6 separate regions of the Mus musculus genome follow, and regions 2, 3, 4, 5 and 6 are each linked to region 1. Evidence: chromatin contacts called from public HiChIP or PLAC-seq and promoter capture Hi-C data. All regions are on one chromosome and are shown on one strand. The core of a region is the stretch at or near the end of the contact, and the rest is flanking DNA. Distances in the headings are between cores, read along the strand shown. Region 1 holds the start of Nipsnap3b (nipsnap homolog 3B). Region 2 holds the start of Tmem38b (transmembrane protein 38B). Region 3 holds the start of Fktn (fukutin). Region 4 holds the start of Fsd1l (fibronectin type III and SPRY domain containing 1-like). Region 5 has its middle 36 kb from the start of Fsd1l. Region 6 overlaps Smc2 (structural maintenance of chromosomes 2).

What was found. Promoter capture Hi-C pulls out the DNA fragments that hold promoters and counts their contacts. HiChIP or PLAC-seq counts read pairs in DNA pulled down with a chosen protein or histone mark.
Region 2: a promoter capture Hi-C map of pre-B cells shows a contact between it and region 1, with 4 times the contacts expected there. The contact joins the promoter of Tmem38b here to the promoter of Nipsnap3b in region 1. A contact is called at or near these places in 7 of 39 promoter capture datasets (the 3T3-L1 cell line, the C10 cell line, hematopoietic stem and progenitor cells and 3 more), 1 of 484 Hi-C or Micro-C datasets (CD4 T cells), 3 of 115 datasets of contacts at active chromatin or transcription factors (bone marrow-derived macrophages, large pre-B cells and stem cell-derived neural progenitor cells) and 2 of 9 other capture datasets (adipose tissue and liver).
Region 3: a promoter capture Hi-C map of liver shows a contact between it and region 1, with 5 times the contacts expected there. The contact joins the promoter of Fktn here to the promoter of Nipsnap3b in region 1. A contact is called at or near these places in 17 of 39 promoter capture datasets (the 3T3-L1 cell line, the C10 cell line, the HPC-7 cell line and 11 more), 4 of 484 Hi-C or Micro-C datasets (CD4 T cells, CD8 T cells, cortical neurons and 1 more), 4 of 115 datasets of contacts at active chromatin or transcription factors (astrocytes, bone marrow-derived macrophages, forebrain and 1 more) and 2 of 9 other capture datasets (adipose tissue and liver).
Region 4: a contact with region 1 is called in a promoter capture Hi-C map of hematopoietic stem and progenitor cells, with 6 times the contacts expected there. The contact joins the promoter of Fsd1l here to the promoter of Nipsnap3b in region 1. A contact is called at or near these places in 17 of 39 promoter capture datasets (the 3T3-L1 cell line, 3T3-L1-derived adipocytes, the C10 cell line and 12 more), 2 of 484 Hi-C or Micro-C datasets (bone marrow-derived macrophages and embryonic stem cells), 6 of 115 datasets of contacts at active chromatin or transcription factors (astrocytes, embryonic forebrain, embryonic hindbrain and 3 more) and 2 of 9 other capture datasets (embryonic stem cells and macrophages).
Region 5: a contact with region 1 is called in a promoter capture Hi-C map of liver, with 5 times the contacts expected there. The contact joins the enhancer-like site here to the promoter of Nipsnap3b in region 1. A contact is called at or near these places in 12 of 39 promoter capture datasets (the 3T3-L1 cell line, 3T3-L1-derived adipocytes, the C10 cell line and 7 more), 25 of 484 Hi-C or Micro-C datasets (the 3T3-L1 cell line, the C2C12 cell line, the G1E-ER4 cell line and 17 more), 3 of 115 datasets of contacts at active chromatin or transcription factors (astrocytes, embryonic forebrain and neural tube) and 1 of 9 other capture datasets (embryonic stem cells).
Region 6: a contact with region 1 is called in an H3K27ac HiChIP or PLAC-seq map of extraembryonic endoderm stem cells, with 6 times the contacts expected there. The contact joins the enhancer-like site here to the promoter of Nipsnap3b in region 1. A contact is called at or near these places in 16 of 39 promoter capture datasets (the 3T3-L1 cell line, 3T3-L1-derived adipocytes, the C10 cell line and 10 more), 1 of 15 datasets of contacts at CTCF or cohesin (pro-B cells), 1 of 484 Hi-C or Micro-C datasets (liver) and 2 of 115 datasets of contacts at active chromatin or transcription factors (embryonic stem cells and extraembryonic endoderm stem cells).

Annotation. Positions count from the first base shown.
Region 1 is chr4:53,010,614-53,013,135 of GRCm38.p6, forward strand. Nipsnap3b (nipsnap homolog 3B) reads left to right here and starts at 1,267. Exons shown (of 6, transcript NM_025623.3): 1 at 1,267-1,434. The coding sequence starts at 1,375.
Region 2 is chr4:53,824,782-53,827,303 of GRCm38.p6, forward strand. It overlaps Tmem38b (transmembrane protein 38B), which reads left to right and starts at 1,264. Exons shown (of 6, transcript NM_028053.2): 1 at 1,264-1,439. The coding sequence starts at 1,328.
Region 3 is chr4:53,712,895-53,715,416 of GRCm38.p6, forward strand. It overlaps Fktn (fukutin), which reads left to right and starts at 1,260. Exons shown (of 10, transcript NM_139309.5): 1 at 1,260-1,301.
Region 4 is chr4:53,630,214-53,632,735 of GRCm38.p6, forward strand. Fsd1l (fibronectin type III and SPRY domain containing 1-like) reads left to right here and starts at 1,258. Exons shown (of 13, transcript NM_001195284.1): 1 at 1,258-1,399. The coding sequence starts at 1,385.
Region 5 is chr4:53,594,415-53,596,936 of GRCm38.p6, forward strand. It overlaps a transcript of Slc44a1 not described here. Among named protein-coding and RNA genes, the nearest start is that of Fsd1l, 36 kb to the right of the region's middle. Within about 2 kb of position 1,262, at least 36 of the 459 cell types and tissues checked have an H3K27ac peak or open chromatin away from gene starts, as enhancers often do. A contact at or near this core is called in bone marrow-derived macrophages, brain, cerebral cortex and 1 more, where this site is marked.
Region 6 is chr4:52,472,944-52,475,465 of GRCm38.p6, forward strand. It overlaps Smc2 (structural maintenance of chromosomes 2), which reads left to right. Exons shown (of 25, transcript NM_001301412.1): 20 at 1,978-2,172. Among named protein-coding and RNA genes, the nearest start is that of Smc2, 35 kb to the left of the region's middle. Within about 2 kb of position 1,263, at least 8 of the 459 cell types and tissues checked have an H3K27ac peak or open chromatin away from gene starts, as enhancers often do. A contact at or near this core is called in extraembryonic endoderm stem cells, where this site is marked.

The DNA of each region.
Region 1 (2,522 bases), core at 17-2,516:
CAAGATAGCATCTAGCCAAGATAGCTGAGGTTCTATAGGAAAGGGGAGGTGGGGGGAGGGCAGTGAAGCTCGGGGCTGGGGTGGTTTAAAGGATTTGGGATGAGAAGTGCTAAGGAGCCAGGCCAGTGTGTGTTTTTAATGTTAAGACAGCCCTGTTAGCCGTTGGTCCCAGGTTTCTCTGAGACCTTACCCTGTAGACCAGAGGTGTGTGCATACTCCAAAGCAGTCTACTGACTGCACCCAAAGCTTCTGGCTACTTGGATGCTAAAAGCTGTATCTTACCTTCATTGTTCATAAAAGGACGGAACAAAGGACAATACTATCAGGACTTGTGACGATTTAGTTAATAAAAGGCATAGATGTCATATTCTAGTTAAGTTGTTGCAAATACATCAAAAATCCCTTTCATGTTCACCACCGCTTGGAATGTCTTACGTACACCTTAAATTGCCATTTAATACCTAAAGAAGCACGCCTGTTTTTCAATAACTTACCTCTATAGTTTGATGATATTTGTTCAGTGTAACTTGTTTTTAGAGCTATGTGTATTTGCTAAGCATAAAATCGTTAGGAGTTTAAAGGCTAACAGGATTTCCAAGTTTATGACGCTAAAACGGTTTTAATCTCTGATGACCAGTAAATAATATAGCTTAGTGTACATTAGTAAATTGGCCAAGAGGCGATTTTCAGGGAAATCATTGCGATTATTTAGCTATTTAATGTTTGTGAACAGTGGACCCAATGAAAGCAGTGTATTTAAAAATGGTTTCTAAATCTTAGTTGGAAAGTCATGAAACCTAGAATATGCTTCACAGAGAACACAAACACGCGCTAGAAAAATATAAATTGTAATTGAAGTTTTTCTGAGGGCCAAAAATCAGAGGCCGTCAGAGGTCAGCTTTCGCATCACACAAAATTATTTCAATCTTCACCTGTGACTCTCAGGCCCTCGGACCCACTCTTCTGGGTTCCAGGAAAATTATCCCATCTTTGTTCGGAGACTCCCAGGCCATGCTGGGGATGGGGTTTGGAGTTGCAATGGGGATGCAGAATACTCTGTGATACAGGAGAAGGCTCGCTGATGGTTGCTACAAGTTCACCCCACCCCAAGAAGCATCCACGCCACGCCCTACATTCTGGAGTGTTAGAACCATACAGAAGAGGTAATGCCCCGGGATGGGGAACAGAACCGCGGACTGCTTTGTGTCCGCACCCTCTGAGCCTCTTGCGCCTGCGGGGAAGGGCGGAGCCACGCCGCCGAGCCACGCCCAGTCCAGCAGGGACCCAATCGAAGTTGGCCCGCGCACCAGGAAGCGAGGAGAGCGCGTATCCGAGCGCCCGGCGGCGGTCTTCCTGCGCGCTCAGGACCGCACCATGCTCGCGCTCCGAAGCGGCCTAAGGACAGCGCTGGCCCCGCGGGTTCTGACGCCTCAGGTAGGGGCCGCGGGGGCGTGCGAGAATCCCGCGCAGGGAGGTGGAACTGTCCTTAGGTGGTGTAGAAACGGGGATCAGGGAGGTGGGTGCGGTCTGTGGGGAGAGCGAGCTTAGCCTAGGGAGGTGGGCGGGGCGTGTGTCGGGCACGAGCAGCCTTGGGAGGTGGGCGGGGTTCGTGGTGCGCGTGATGACGACGCTGCGAGGTGGGCGGGTCTGCAGTGCGGAGAACGGGCCGTATTCTGGGAACTGGGCGGAGCCTGCCTAGTGGAGGCCGGGGGTGGGCGGGGCCTTGCTCTAAGGGGCAGTGCCGGGAGGTGGGCGGGGTCTGCAGTGAGAGTTGTCCTTCGGAGGTAGGTGGGTTTGTGGGGCAGGAACCAGCAACACTGTGAAGTGGGTGGGGTCTGGAGCGTGAGTAGACCCCTGGTCGGTCCAGCCAATGCCCGGTTCAATCGGTACCCAATATTTCGTGAGTCCAGGGTGAACCCACTTGTCAGGTTGCCTCCCTGGACAATGGACAGAGACCTTTCCTTGACACCGGGTGTCCCCGAAGCCCTGAGCATTGTGTTCTTGCAGTCATCACCATCGTGACTGCCACTCATTGAGGGTTTACAGTTCCTGCCTGGTTCAAAAGCCAGGCTTTATGGAGTTCAGGGTAAACCTGGGAGCATCCCGCCCTGCAACTCAGGGTCTGGAGATCTTAAGGGGAGCATGGCTTTGGAGCCTGCTGAAACTGGTTGTGCCTGAGATGGGACTTTCATAAAAAGGAGGACACCTACCAGCCTCAGCTGTTGACCCAGGGCTATTTGTGACTTGAACACCGAAGTTCTTGACTTACTTTGTTTAGGAAGAGCATTAAGAGCTGTCTAGAGACAGACTTTGTGTCGAACACTAAAGAGCATAGTATTCATATGGCCGCTGTCCTCTCTGTCTTCCTAGTATGGTTGACAAAAAGCTCTAATTTGGAGATAGGAGCAAGCAGATTTCTACCCTGGCACTGTTTGTCCCAGCCCTGCAACAGAAAATTACCTCACCCCTTAACAAACACCTTTCAATACAGATTTCTTTAATGCATATTTTCTGTGTGAAAG
Region 2 (2,522 bases), core at 14-2,513, 810 kb after region 1:
AAAGCAGATCAAAAAGTATTTAATCAAGGCTATTGTTTCTTGACAAGTTATGAAATGAAGAATGTTGCTACCACTTTCTTACATTTGAAACCTGGTGTTTAGGACAGTGGTGCCTCTGGCAGCCAGTAAAATGCTCGGTACAAAGCACGGGTGTAAATAACATTTGCTAAGTGAGTTAATACCGAGGCTAACCTCAGGAGGAAAAGGCGATTGCCCTTTGCAGCAATATAACAGTCACCTACCTGCTCCCTCAATAGCTTGTGTGTACCCATGCCAAGTAACAACATGATCTGTTGACATGTCAAATAAAAATGTGCCAAATTTACCTTTTTTTTCTTAAAATCCAGTCTCACTTTTTCCCTTTACTTTTAGTTCTTTTTGCAACCAATTTCAGCAGATAGCTCCTTTTCTTGTTTTTCAAAACCTGGCTCCTTTTGCTGTCATTACAGGTGGTGTTTGTATCCACTTTAGTCTGCTTGGCAGTCTTTCTCTATCTGTGGCTTTGTCCTTAAGACCTGCATCTACTACTACTACCTTTTGTCTTGGATTAGTGAATGCATTTCTGATTTCCCTAGTCTCTTCTCATGAATCTTTGGTGCTGGATTGCAACTTCAGAGACCTGCCCATCTTCTTCACCCCAACTACCAATTCAGCACATGCTTTTGATAAACAAGACTGAGGACAATGTAGCGACTGATCAAGAGCTTAAACCACCTGGTTTCACTGCGAAAGACTTTTATTTCTTTTACAACTTCATTTTTCAGGTTGTAGTCTAGCCAAAATAACTTCTAATATTTACAGACTTGCTTTTAATACCGTGTGCATTTCCCTGCAATGGTCTTCTCTAACCATCTGCTTTGGCGTGGCATCCATACTTTTTATGCTTTGTGAAATTCCGTGAGTCCTTAAAATTTTTTTTTCCCTCTGGGAAAATTCAAGTTTCATGGGGATATGGATAAAACATTACCGTTTTATTATCTTTCATATCTTCACTAAGTAATAAATGAGTTACATCGTGGCTGTTCAGAAAAAGAGGAATGGCATCCGTTTACATAGAATCTGACTTTGAGCGTTGCCCGTTGCCCCTTGGGTCAGCTGGCACTGACTGCAACACTGAGAAAATGTCATACCTTTTTTAGGAGAACCAGGGCCAGGGCCCCGCCCCTCGTTCCGGCTCCGGCCCCGCCCCCGTTCCGGACCCCGCCCCCCTAGGCTCCAGGGCGCACGCGCAGGGCTGAAGCTGGCGCGGCCGTCCCCTCCCCCACCCCCTCCGCCGGAGGGGAACCGGCTGCCGCGGCTGCTGGGGCCGGCGGCGTCGGTAGTCGTCATGGAGTACCCGTGGGATGATCTGACTCTGGCCTTTTCCCGCACGTCCATGTTTCCCTTTTTTGATATCGCCCACTACCTGGTGTCGGTGATGGCGCTGAAGCAGCGGCCAGGTGAGTGAAGGGGCCCGACGCGCTCCCGGTTCCGCGTCCTCACTGCGGGAGGCAGGGACGCCGGGATGCCCTGCGGCCCACCCCTCAGTACCGAGCACGGGACTCAGACGTAGGCTGAGGAAGGTCATGTAGACCCCTGAGCGGGACGTCTCAGGTGGGACCTAGCACCTTGCTAGCGTGTTGAACCAGGAGAGGGGGTGGCTTTGCGGTTTCTCAGTCAGCCACTGGAGGCACGGTCCGGGTAACAGTCGCTTGGCATGTAGTTCAGCCCTCTGTGAAACATGTGGGATGGGATGGGATTTTCACAACGTTGAGTTCCATGAACCATGTGACCAAAAAGCAGTGTTTGTACTCCTGTCTTTGACATTGAATGTAGTGGGTTTCCTTTTAAAGTTCCCCATTTTCCCATTATTTTTCTGAGTCTGTCTTTGAGTTCAGGCATTTCTCTGCCTTCCTTGTCCGGGAGGTGAAGGGTGAAAGTTTAAGGGTTGTCTTACCTTTTCTGGACCACTAATTCTTTAAATCCTTGCCTCATACGTTTTTGAGAGTTTTCTGTGTCTAACTCGTGGAGGAACAGGTCATCCTCGTGGGAGACTGTTTCTCTGATTAAAGAGAACTACAGTTTCGTTACTGCTCCATATCTAGAATCCGATAGTATCTTGTATTGACTAAATCAGACGTTTTCAAAGTGTGGCTCACTTCCCAGGTTCTTCCCTGTCACACACTGTAAAGTTCATTATTTTCATAATGTATCTTCAGAGGTTATTTATCCGTTCTTGCCTTTATGAGTGTACAGCGAAGTTTCCCAATGGCCGTGTGACTTAACAGTGTTGTAAGAGATAATGAAACAGCTGATGAGTCCAAGCATTTCTGTTTGAGGCTAGACATTAAGGAGATTTGCCTAATTAGATAGCAATGTGCCTTTTCTCACGAAATACTTTTTTGATTTTGAGAATAGTTATTTTAGTAAAGAACACATTATTTACATTTAATGCATTATTTTAAAATCCATATGTAACTGCTTTAAAAACTGTTAACGTTTCCAAATGCTAAATATAAACACCAACTCTAGGTCCTTCCTTG
Region 3 (2,522 bases), core at 10-2,509, 700 kb after region 1:
GCTAAATCCCTTCCTCTAAATCCCAGTCCACTTTATAGAAACAGAAACTTGATAATGTAGATGGCACATTATGACTGTGCTTATATAGGGAAAACAGTGAGATCTAAACTTAAACTTAGCTCAAATCAGAAAACTGGCTAGAAAGCTGGCTAGTCCTCTGCCTCCTGCAAGGTTTATGCAGGATAATATTTACTATGCACTTGAAATCTATTCACTTCTAAAACCCGGGAAGTTTTTTTTTTTCCTCCTTATAATTTCCAGACATAGTTGAGCATAATAAGCATTCCTAATATCTTTTAAAATATCACCTCTTAGTACTCCAATAGGCATCAATTATATTGTGTGCATGTGTGCATGTGTGTGTGCGTGCGTGCATGTGCGTTTGCATGTGTTTAAAGACAAGAGCTCACTCTAGATCCTCTTGCCTTGGCCCCCCAAATACTTGAATTGTAGGCATGTCAGACAATAGAAATTTTTGATACAGCCACATTCCATCACAACTTTTTGAAAAATTCTGTTTTAAGACAAGCATGGCGATGCACACTTGTTATCTCAGCACTTGAGATGTGGAAGATGTGTAGGATCAGTTGAACACCATATTGGCTGAGTAGAATTTAAGGCCAGTCTGAGCTAAATGATATAGAACGGGGTGCGTAGGTAAATTATTTCATTTTTTTCTATACGCCGTTAGTAATTTTCGTAGAAAGAACGTAAAATTACAATAATTTCTTTAGTGCTTTTTAATTTTCAAAAATTCCTATCAAAATCCACATCTGCTCCTTGCCAATAACTCTTTAAATGGCTCTGCTAAAAGCAAAGATGCTAGGTGCCAGGCCCAGAAGCATCTATATTTCTTTCAAGCCCCAAACTGGAAGATCGCATCTTCTAGACCTGGATGTCAAGTAGGCACCTCAACTTCATGAGTACTTGCATCACTACATAGTGCTCTTCCCCATTCTGTCCCCAATAGCAGAATGTAGAGAGAGGAGAAGGGGGAGGAGGGAGGGAGGGAGGGAGGGAGGGAGAAAAAGAATCGTTATCCACCCTAGGTTTGCACTTTCTGCGCTCTGTCTGATGAGCCGTACACTACGGGGGACAGTTCTGTTTTTTCTCTAAACTCCAGGCAGCCTCAGGGCACTGCCGGAGGGACGGCTGATTGCAGATTTCTGATGGCCAAATAGGCCACACTAATAGGAGCGCTCGGAGAACAAAGCAACAGCCAGCGTACGCCGCTGCGCGCTTGACCGCTTCTTTGCGACAGTTGCCGTAAAGCGAGGCCTCCGCCGCAGCTCTAGAGTTAGGTAAGATGAGGGCACCGGGGCCGGGTAGCCGAGCCTGGGCGTGGGCGGGTTCCTTCAGGCACTGTCGCTGGTCTACTGGTATACCCTGAGTAGCGGTCGTCCACCTTTGGGGTACCCTCCCTACGGCGGCGGGGAGGAGTCCGAGGTCGGCCGCAGTCCGTGCACGAGCTTGCTGCCGCCGTCCCCGCTGTCCCGGCGACAGATCGTTCCCACACGCCCATGCTGTCCGTTGATCGTCCTGACCCGCGAGGGTTCGATTTTGGAGGTTCATGGAGACGCTTAAGAGGCCGGGCTGGGACAGTGACGCTTGAGCTGGTTGGCGAGAGCGGACGATGCGGGGAGACCGATCAGGTGTGAGGACCAATGCATGCCAAGGTGGCTCCGCCGGGGAGGAACTGATGCAGCCTGCTGCTGCTCTGAGTGCATCCGACGCCGTGGCATGAACTTACAGGGAAAGGAAGGGGGTTGGCAGGGCAGCCGCCCAGGGAGGGTTCCACCTGAGAAGGACTTTGATGCTGCGCCAAAGCCAAGTTCTGTGTACAGCAAGCAGCCTGCTGCAACTGCTTCGAAGAGAGGTGGTGGTTGGCTTACCAGTCGCTTTCCTCTCTTCTTAGACTCCTCAGTAGTCATTCTTAGTTCGTTTGAAGGAGTGCTCACTATGCTTAATAGTATGATGACGATGGTAATAATAATAAGTAACAATAATAATGATAAGGTGGGCGCGGTTAGCGATGCGAGATAACTGCATGTAGGAACGTTCCTGTCTTCCGTTTACATTATCAGTTGGGGAATATCGGGAAAGATTTGATAAAAATGGGGCCGGGTAGTTAAAAGCTTTAGATAAAAGTCGTCCAGAGAACTGAATTCAGATTTCATCACGATCGCCAATTTCTCAGGTAGTACAAGGCAAGCCGCTTTCTTGTATGTCTCAAGCTTTCTCGGCTATAAAGAATGATATTCCAGTCTTTCTAGTTTGAAGATTTCCATTAAGTAAAAGTCAGCCTGTGAGCCAACCATGGTAACACACACCTGTAATACCAGCACTTTGGAGGCCAAGACAAAAAAAAAAAAAAGCACTAGGAAACAGAGCTGCATAATGATCGACAGACCAGCCTTGGGTAAATGCTCTCAACCAAGCAGTTAGTCACTTGCCTCTTGAGGGAAAGGCTTTACTCACTGTCTTAGTTAGAGCTAATACTACAGTGGTGAAATACCATGACC
Region 4 (2,522 bases), core at 8-2,507, 620 kb after region 1:
CCAGGTCATTCCTGCGTAATGTCAGGAAATTGCACCCCACCTCTTCGGAGTCTATTAACTCTGTGCAATTTAATTGTTTACTTTATTTCTTCCATTTACCTCATGCAATTTCCTCCTTTGTTAATTTTTTCATGTGTGTGCTTTGGTCGAGGGTATTACAATGTGTGGGCACACAAGTGGGGGCACCTGTGTGCTGGTGTGTGTCTGTGGTCACTTGGCTTTTATGTGGGTACCAGGTTCTGGGTATACAGACTCTGGTACTCATGTCTGCCCACTGATCTATCTTCCTCCTCCCTGATTTCTCTTACAAACTTTTCTTCTAACAGCCTCATGGATTTGTATTGTCATTTCCCACCTTAGATTGTAAGCTCTTTGAGAAGCAGGCCTTTTCACTGAGGATTTGTGTAGAAGGGCAGAACCGGTTCGTAAGGCTCATTCATACTCGTTTCCCTTTTATTCCATTAGGATGTGAACACCCAGAAGAATTTTTCTTGAGTCACCTAAATGGAGATGAAGCCTGCCTTTCTGGAGAACCTTTCCAAGTCTTCTCCCCAAGCTTTCTGGTCTGCACTGCCAGCTCCACCCGTCCTGAGCAGATTCTAATGTGCTGTCCCACTCTCATTTACTCCATGCTCTGGGGAGTTCAAACACAGGATTTAAGCTGTCCTCTGCGAGGTCTGCATTCATTCTATTTCATTGATGACACAGGTCACGGAAAAAGACTTGCTTACAAGGTAGCAAGATACTAGTAGGGCAAGGTTGACCAGGCAACAAAGCCCATGTGGTCCCATACCCACGTATCTGTAACTTCTTTCTACCCCTTGTCCCAGAGCCCTTTAAGGTTTCCACCACGCTCCCTGAAGACCCTTCCACATGTTTCCGCGGCCTCTCCATCCTAGCGTGTTTATTCCAGCTGGATCACTGGGCCTGGCCTACCAAGGCTAAGTGGAGAGACGCTGCAGGTGAAGGATGCGTCCCGGGCTGAGCTAGCTCCCAGGCTCTCCGCACGACCTGGCTGCTGGGTGCCCAATGGTTCATTGCAAGGCCCGCAGCGATGGCACAGGAAAAAGGATGCAAAGAAAGAAGCAGTTGCAGAAGGAAGACGCAGGCGGCCAGGCAGCGCTCCATCCTCTCCGCCGGTGCGGGTGTCGGCGCACGCATGCGCATGCGTGGCGCGCTCGCACCCCACCCTCCCGCGGGCCGCCCTTTCACCCTGGCAACCGCGGCTCGGTAGCGGCGCGCGCGCGGGTTGGGCGCGGACGGGCGGGATCTCTGCGGGACGGGACAAGGCTGACGGCGGCAGAGGTAGCGGGTCTCTAAGGCTCCTCCAGCTTCTCACTCAGCTCCGGTGACAAGTTCGGCCCGGAGGGCTTAGTCCCTAGCCATGGACTCGCAGAAAGTAAGCGGGGGCGCAGCGCGGGGCCGAGAGGGTGGGCGGGGCGCGCGGGGCTGGGCGCGGAGGACGAGGCCGGGCCTGGGACCCACCCGACCCGACCCGACCCGACCCGACGGGACCTGAGAGCCCGCAGGGAGCGATGGCCGCGCCCGGGACCCCGGACGACCTCTGTCCTGCTCTTGGCTCCGGGAAGGCACTGCGGGGAGGAAACCGCGAGCCGCACCCGGGTCTCTGCCGCCCTCTGCGGGCGCTAGGCCCCTTTCTTCCCGCTGCCCGCGGCGTGCTCCGAGGGTGGGTCCCTCCTCGGTTGGAGTGAGGACCAAGGCTCGGCCTCGCGTGGGGGGATCCCCGCCCGCGCGGAAGCTGGTGTCTCTTTTCTTCCACCGTGTCTTCAGCATGGTCTCTGCGCTGTAGGTCCGGGGACTGAATCTCCTTTGTACATCTGCCCACTGCCTTGCTAGTGGTTTATTTATAAGCAGATCTCAGTGTTTGCCTAATTGAGGAAAAAGGCAGTTGTCAGGGCCGCTGCCCCACCCTCGTCCTTCAGTTGGTGAGGCTGGCCAGTAGTCTTGTTTCGGAATGTTTAGTACTTTGAGAACAAGTTTAAGGAAAGAGTTACACAATAGCCTTTTTTAATTAAGCAAATAGTGCACTGAATACAATTGCAACTGAATTTTTAATATTCAGTAGTAATTCCTGTATTAAAAAAGTAAGCCACCTTGCTATCTTTGTTATGTTATAGTGTAATTGCAATACATTGCGGTATAGGAAAGAAAAACACAAGTGTTATTAATAATACATCAGGGAAAACAAGGGCATTTCTAAGAGGCCATTCTTTTTTTATTATTGCATAGAAAGTGCCAGAAAGAGTTAGAGAAAAACTGCAATTCTTACCTGGATTCATCTTTCTGAGCTTGCCTTGAGACCCATTCATTTGGGTATATCCAATTATTATTTCCACAACTATACTATAGTATCTTTTAAAGAGATTACTAGTATGTCTAAGAATGTGTATTTTGAGTGTGTATAAATTTAAAGGATTCTCTGTTAGGCTGATAAAACATTGCATGACTTATTAGAGGAAAGGCATCATGTGATATTTAAGTGGGCATTAGCAAAGGTCAAA
Region 5 (2,522 bases), core at 12-2,511, 580 kb after region 1:
GTGCTTTTGTCTGGTGACACCTGCTGGTAGAGAGGGATAAATGGACAAATTCAGCCAACCAAATTGCAACTCAACTGTCCCCGTGTATCTGAGAAAGCTAGAATTCAGATCTGCTTTCACTATTTACTAGCTTGGGAATGGCCTCAATTCGTTCATACTTGGGTGGTATCCTTCTATTGCCTTAGGCTCGGCTAGTTCATTCAATTACCTTCCCTGGTTTTGTAGGGGGTGGGGGTTGTTGTTGTTTGTTTGTTTGTTGTTTTGTTTTTTACATTAGCTATTCCTATTCTTTCTGTGCTCCTTGGGAATATTACCAACCTTTGGTTTTCCACTAAAAAAAATGCACTCAACTTTTTAACCAAAGGATTCATTCCCAGACTTTGTTTTAGGGAAATATCAAGTCAATCTTTATTTCTTATTAAAGATTCCAAATGAGATAAGGAAAAACAAAAAGGAGTCCTTTGAATTTTTAGGGGTGGAAATGTGTGTGGTGGTGGCAACAGGTCATCCTTCATGACAGCAGCTGAATCCAGCTGAACTGGGTAAGATTGTATTTGATACTTGGTTGTTGAGAATTTCACATAGATTCAACATGAAAATTACCAGTCCATTTAGCAAGTCTCTTGCTTTGGGGTAATTAGATGTATTGTTTGTTGTTTGTATGTTTAAATACTAATTGGTGAGAGGCATGTTTGCACAACAGGGTGACTTGCTCCATGTATACAATCAAGACCTCCTTTCAGGAGGATGAACAAGCTGTTCCATTTTCTCTCCTCCTTCCCATCCTGCATGGTCTTCAGCAATATCTTATGTATCTTTCCCTTGTCATGGCTGGGCAGCAGCATCATAGGAATCTAACAAACTTGAACTTGGATCCGGCCAACCCTGTCACTTGGGCAAGTCACTCCCCTCTTTATCGGGCACCAGGGATCCAGTGATGCTCTGAGGATTCAGTGCGGAAGGGTGATGAAATGCCAAGTGTGAGAAGCTAGCTGAGCTTGGCTATCAGGTCTCCCTTCTTCTCCCCTCCCTTGATACAATGAGTCTTCAGAAGGCCAGTCAGCGCACACTGGGGCCTGCAACAGTGTTACTATCACATAGTTCATGCTGCTCCCCCTGCCCCCCCCCCACCGCTGTCCTGATAGGCGTACTTTTAGAACAGATGGATTAAGTAATAACGCTCCTCTAGGGCAGATGCTCTGTCCCAGTCTCTCTGTAAACGTTTGAAGGTCTTTCTGGAATGGAGTCTGACAGTCATTAACCAGCCCCACTACACACCCAAGAGGACTCCAGACTGTCAGTATTTACCCAACCTGGGCCATGGCTCTAGTGTAATTCCCCAAAGCTAGGGTTTCCTGCCCTATGGGCCAGGCTGTTCCGTCTACACAGATAAGCAGCTTATGTCTGACTGGCCCAGCCCCAAATCGGGAGAGGGTCTCTCTGCTTCTCCTTCCCAAGCGTGACCTTTTTATTGGCAGATATTGCCTAACAGGGTGGCTTCCTGCTCATTAGCTAAGCCTACATGAGCTAATGTACAGACTACACTACATTAGTGACAGAGCTAGTTCAAAGTTAATCTTTGACTTAAAGAGATCACATTTTGAGTAACACCCCATCATAGCACCTCTTCTGTTCAAGTTATCGACCCCCAAATTTCTTGCAAATGCCAACATATTGGCAGAGTGTGACTGAACGCATTTTGGCAGTGAACCTGGCGATGAAAATAGAGCCAGGAAACAAAAGACTACAAGACACAAAAGAAAAGGCAGGCACGGAACTCCAGTGTTAGTATAAAGGCGCGAGGCGGGAAGCATGCCGGCCTGGAGAGAGTGCCGATTCTGAACAACAATAATAATAGAAACTCCTGTCCGAGGGAGCGGCTAGACAGAGAGCGGTGTGGCTAACAACAGGCCTGGAATAAAGAAAGCCCCAATTTATCTGTCCTTGAAGGATTTTAAGGTATGTTCAAAGTTTAATAAGCTTTATGGGGTCAGAAGGAGGATTATACCTTCCTCAGGAAATACAGGCATCAGGAAAGAGAGCCTTCGGATAAGTCCACTGTCCCAAGCTGCTATTTAGAACATTTGAACACCCTGTATGTTCCAGAAGGCTTCTTGTTTGCTTGGAAGTCTAAGTGTACTACACGCAGAGATGAGTTAATTATTAATAACAATTAGTTTAGTAATTCCTGCCTTCTTGGAAGTCCTCTTGGATGGCAGTATGTTGCTGGAGACCTGGGCCCACTGCCTGGACCCTTACCCCTGTACTTATTGCTGTCCCCTAGCAGTAGCTGCCTAGGGGTCCCTCCTTCAGCCATTCAGACACTGACCGGAGGGCTCTTTTGCCTACCATCATTTAGAACAAATACATGGTCTGTAGAGCGCTCCCCATCCATAGCCCCAGAGTCAGGGTGTTCTGCAGGAAGCCAGGGTTGTGTAAGAGAGGAAAGGGATCAAATGGCCTACTTTACTTTATATTAGACTCCGGGAAGAGAAAGGAAGTTGAAACCGTTGATTGAATAC
Region 6 (2,522 bases), core at 13-2,512, 540 kb before region 1:
CTCTGGGAGCTAAGGAAGGAAATTAACTTCCTACTAACTAATTGGCTTGAGACAAACAAGATTACAAGTCCATTTCTGCTCCGTCTGAAGTGATAGGGCTCATGTGTATTTTCTCCCAGTGCAGAAAACACTGGCAGCTACATCTGCAGCGCTCCTTTTCAGTCTCAGCATGATCTTCATAGCCGTGCCTCTGTCGAATGTACTTAGAGTTGATAAAACTGGAGAAGCGCCCCTTAAATGGATCAGTTTTACTCTTTCATTTTTTTCCAAAGGGTTTTAAAAGCTAAAATATCTTTAGATTTTAAGGTGAGTCTTGATTTTTTTTTTTCCCTTGCACAGACCATTAATGAACACAGCTAGGCATTATAAAGCATTTAAATTCACTCTGAGCACATGTAACAATCCTAGGTGTGGAACATTGCTGCTTGGAATTATGTTATTTCCCAAATATGCTCCTCCCCCATCTAAATTATTATTAATGCTTACTTAAGGAAGTCATTTCTTAAGAGTCGTTTGGTAGATTATTGTACTTGGCTTTGGCTTACTTTTCTTCCCCCCTAATGTAAGTGTAAGATGAGCTAGGATTTTTCTCCTTTTGTCTCGTGTAAACTTTGTCCTGTGAGTGTGTAAATCTTATCTTTACTACTGTATAGGCACATTCAACACCCAGAATAAAGCAAAGGGGCTTGAGGGAGTTGGGAGCAGAGGAAACCACACCTGTAATTAGTCATCTGAAAGTTAAGTAGCCTCTGCTCTTAGGTGGAGCCGGTGGCCCTGAAAGTCAGGGTAAGAAATCTTTCCTTGCACCAAGTCTGTTGGTTTCAACAAAAAGAGGGTTCTCTCTTCATTTTTCTTTTGACCCCCTCTACTCAAATGCTGTGACATTCTGTTACCAGAGGTCATATTCTTTTTTTTTTTTTTTTTTTTTTCTGAGTCAGGGTTTCCCTGTGTAGTCCTGGCTGTCCTGGAACTCACTCTGTAGACCAGGCTGGCTTCGAACTCAGAAATCCACCTGCCTCTGAAAGATCCTGAGAGAGAGTGAAAAATTATGTAAGTCCCTAGTCTTGTGTCCACAATAGGCCTCACTAATGGCAGGGAGTAAAAGTTTAACGCACCCCATTGTTCCAGGTTGTACTAACTAACCACAAAGTAGAAGTTTAACTTGCTCCATTGTTTCAGGAAATGTTTATACAGAATACTCCAACTGTTCCTTGAACCCGTTATGCTTGCCAAATGCTATCGCCCAATGCCAGGTGTTGCGGTTTCTGCCTTTATAAGCCCCTTACCCCTTGAGCTCGGTGTCGACTCCTCTACCCCTGCATGGGATACAAGTCGTTCCCAGTGCACTGGTCTTTCCCGATTAAACCTCTTGCTGTTTGCATCAAGATTGGTCTCTCGAAAGTTCTTGGGTGTCTCGTCACGTCGAGTCATCCCAGGACTTGAGTGAGGGTCCTCCCCACCCCCGTTTCGGGAGTCTTTCACCTCTGCCTCCCAAGTGCTGGTATTAAAGGAATGTACCACCACTGCCTGGCCAGAGGTCATCTTCTTATCACCTTACATTTGTAAAAGGGAAACTTCCTTGGCCACCGTATCTTATCTTGAGTCCTTATTTTTGCTTTTCTTCTTGTTCATTGGAGATCTCTCAGTTTATCTTCTTGTTAGTTAACTTTACAGAACTCTACTTTTTAAACTGAGAGACAAAACAGGTCAGAGTTTGTAGTCCTCCTCTCAGGCATTCATCCCCCCCACACTACATGTAGTCAAAAGTCTTGATTATAGTGTGGATCGAATGTCATGTTGATTCTTTTAGTGGTGATGTGACTCACTTTACTGTGTGTAAAATGTGAAGTGTTAGACAGCCATTACATGTAGTCATATGCTTTCCAAAAGTCTGTCAGTCAGACTTGGGGCAGGATTAGAGTACTTACTTATTACCTGACTGATAGTCATTAGTTTTCCTTTTTGTTGCGATTTTAGGAATCAGTAAATAAAGCTCAAGACGAGCTGATGAAGCAAAAGCAAATAATAACAGCCCAGGACAACATAATTAAAGATAAATGTGCAGAAGTGGCGAAACACAATTTGCAAAACAATGAGTCTCAACTTAAAATTAAGGAGTTGGACCACAGCATAAGCAAACATAAGCGGGAAGCGGATGATGCTGCTGCAAAGGTATGGTTATGTTGAGTTTTACAACCTGGAGAATCAGGGGTTTGTTTCTGAGCTCTTGAACAATTCTAGTAACTGCTCAATAGGAAACTTGCTGCAAATGGCAGAAGTATAGCCTGAGGTATACTTGAATTTACAGCTATGATAACTGCCTGTCACTAACAGTCATTTTCAATTTAGTTGTAGACATTTATTTCTCTCTATAAGATGTATTTCTGTAATATTTAATGGTATCCAATGGTATTGGTATTATTCATACTTACTGATAAAACTTATTATTAGTAATAATAATATACATTATCTATCACAAGTTGAATTTGAAGAACTCACAAATGTATGTATGTGTGTGTCTC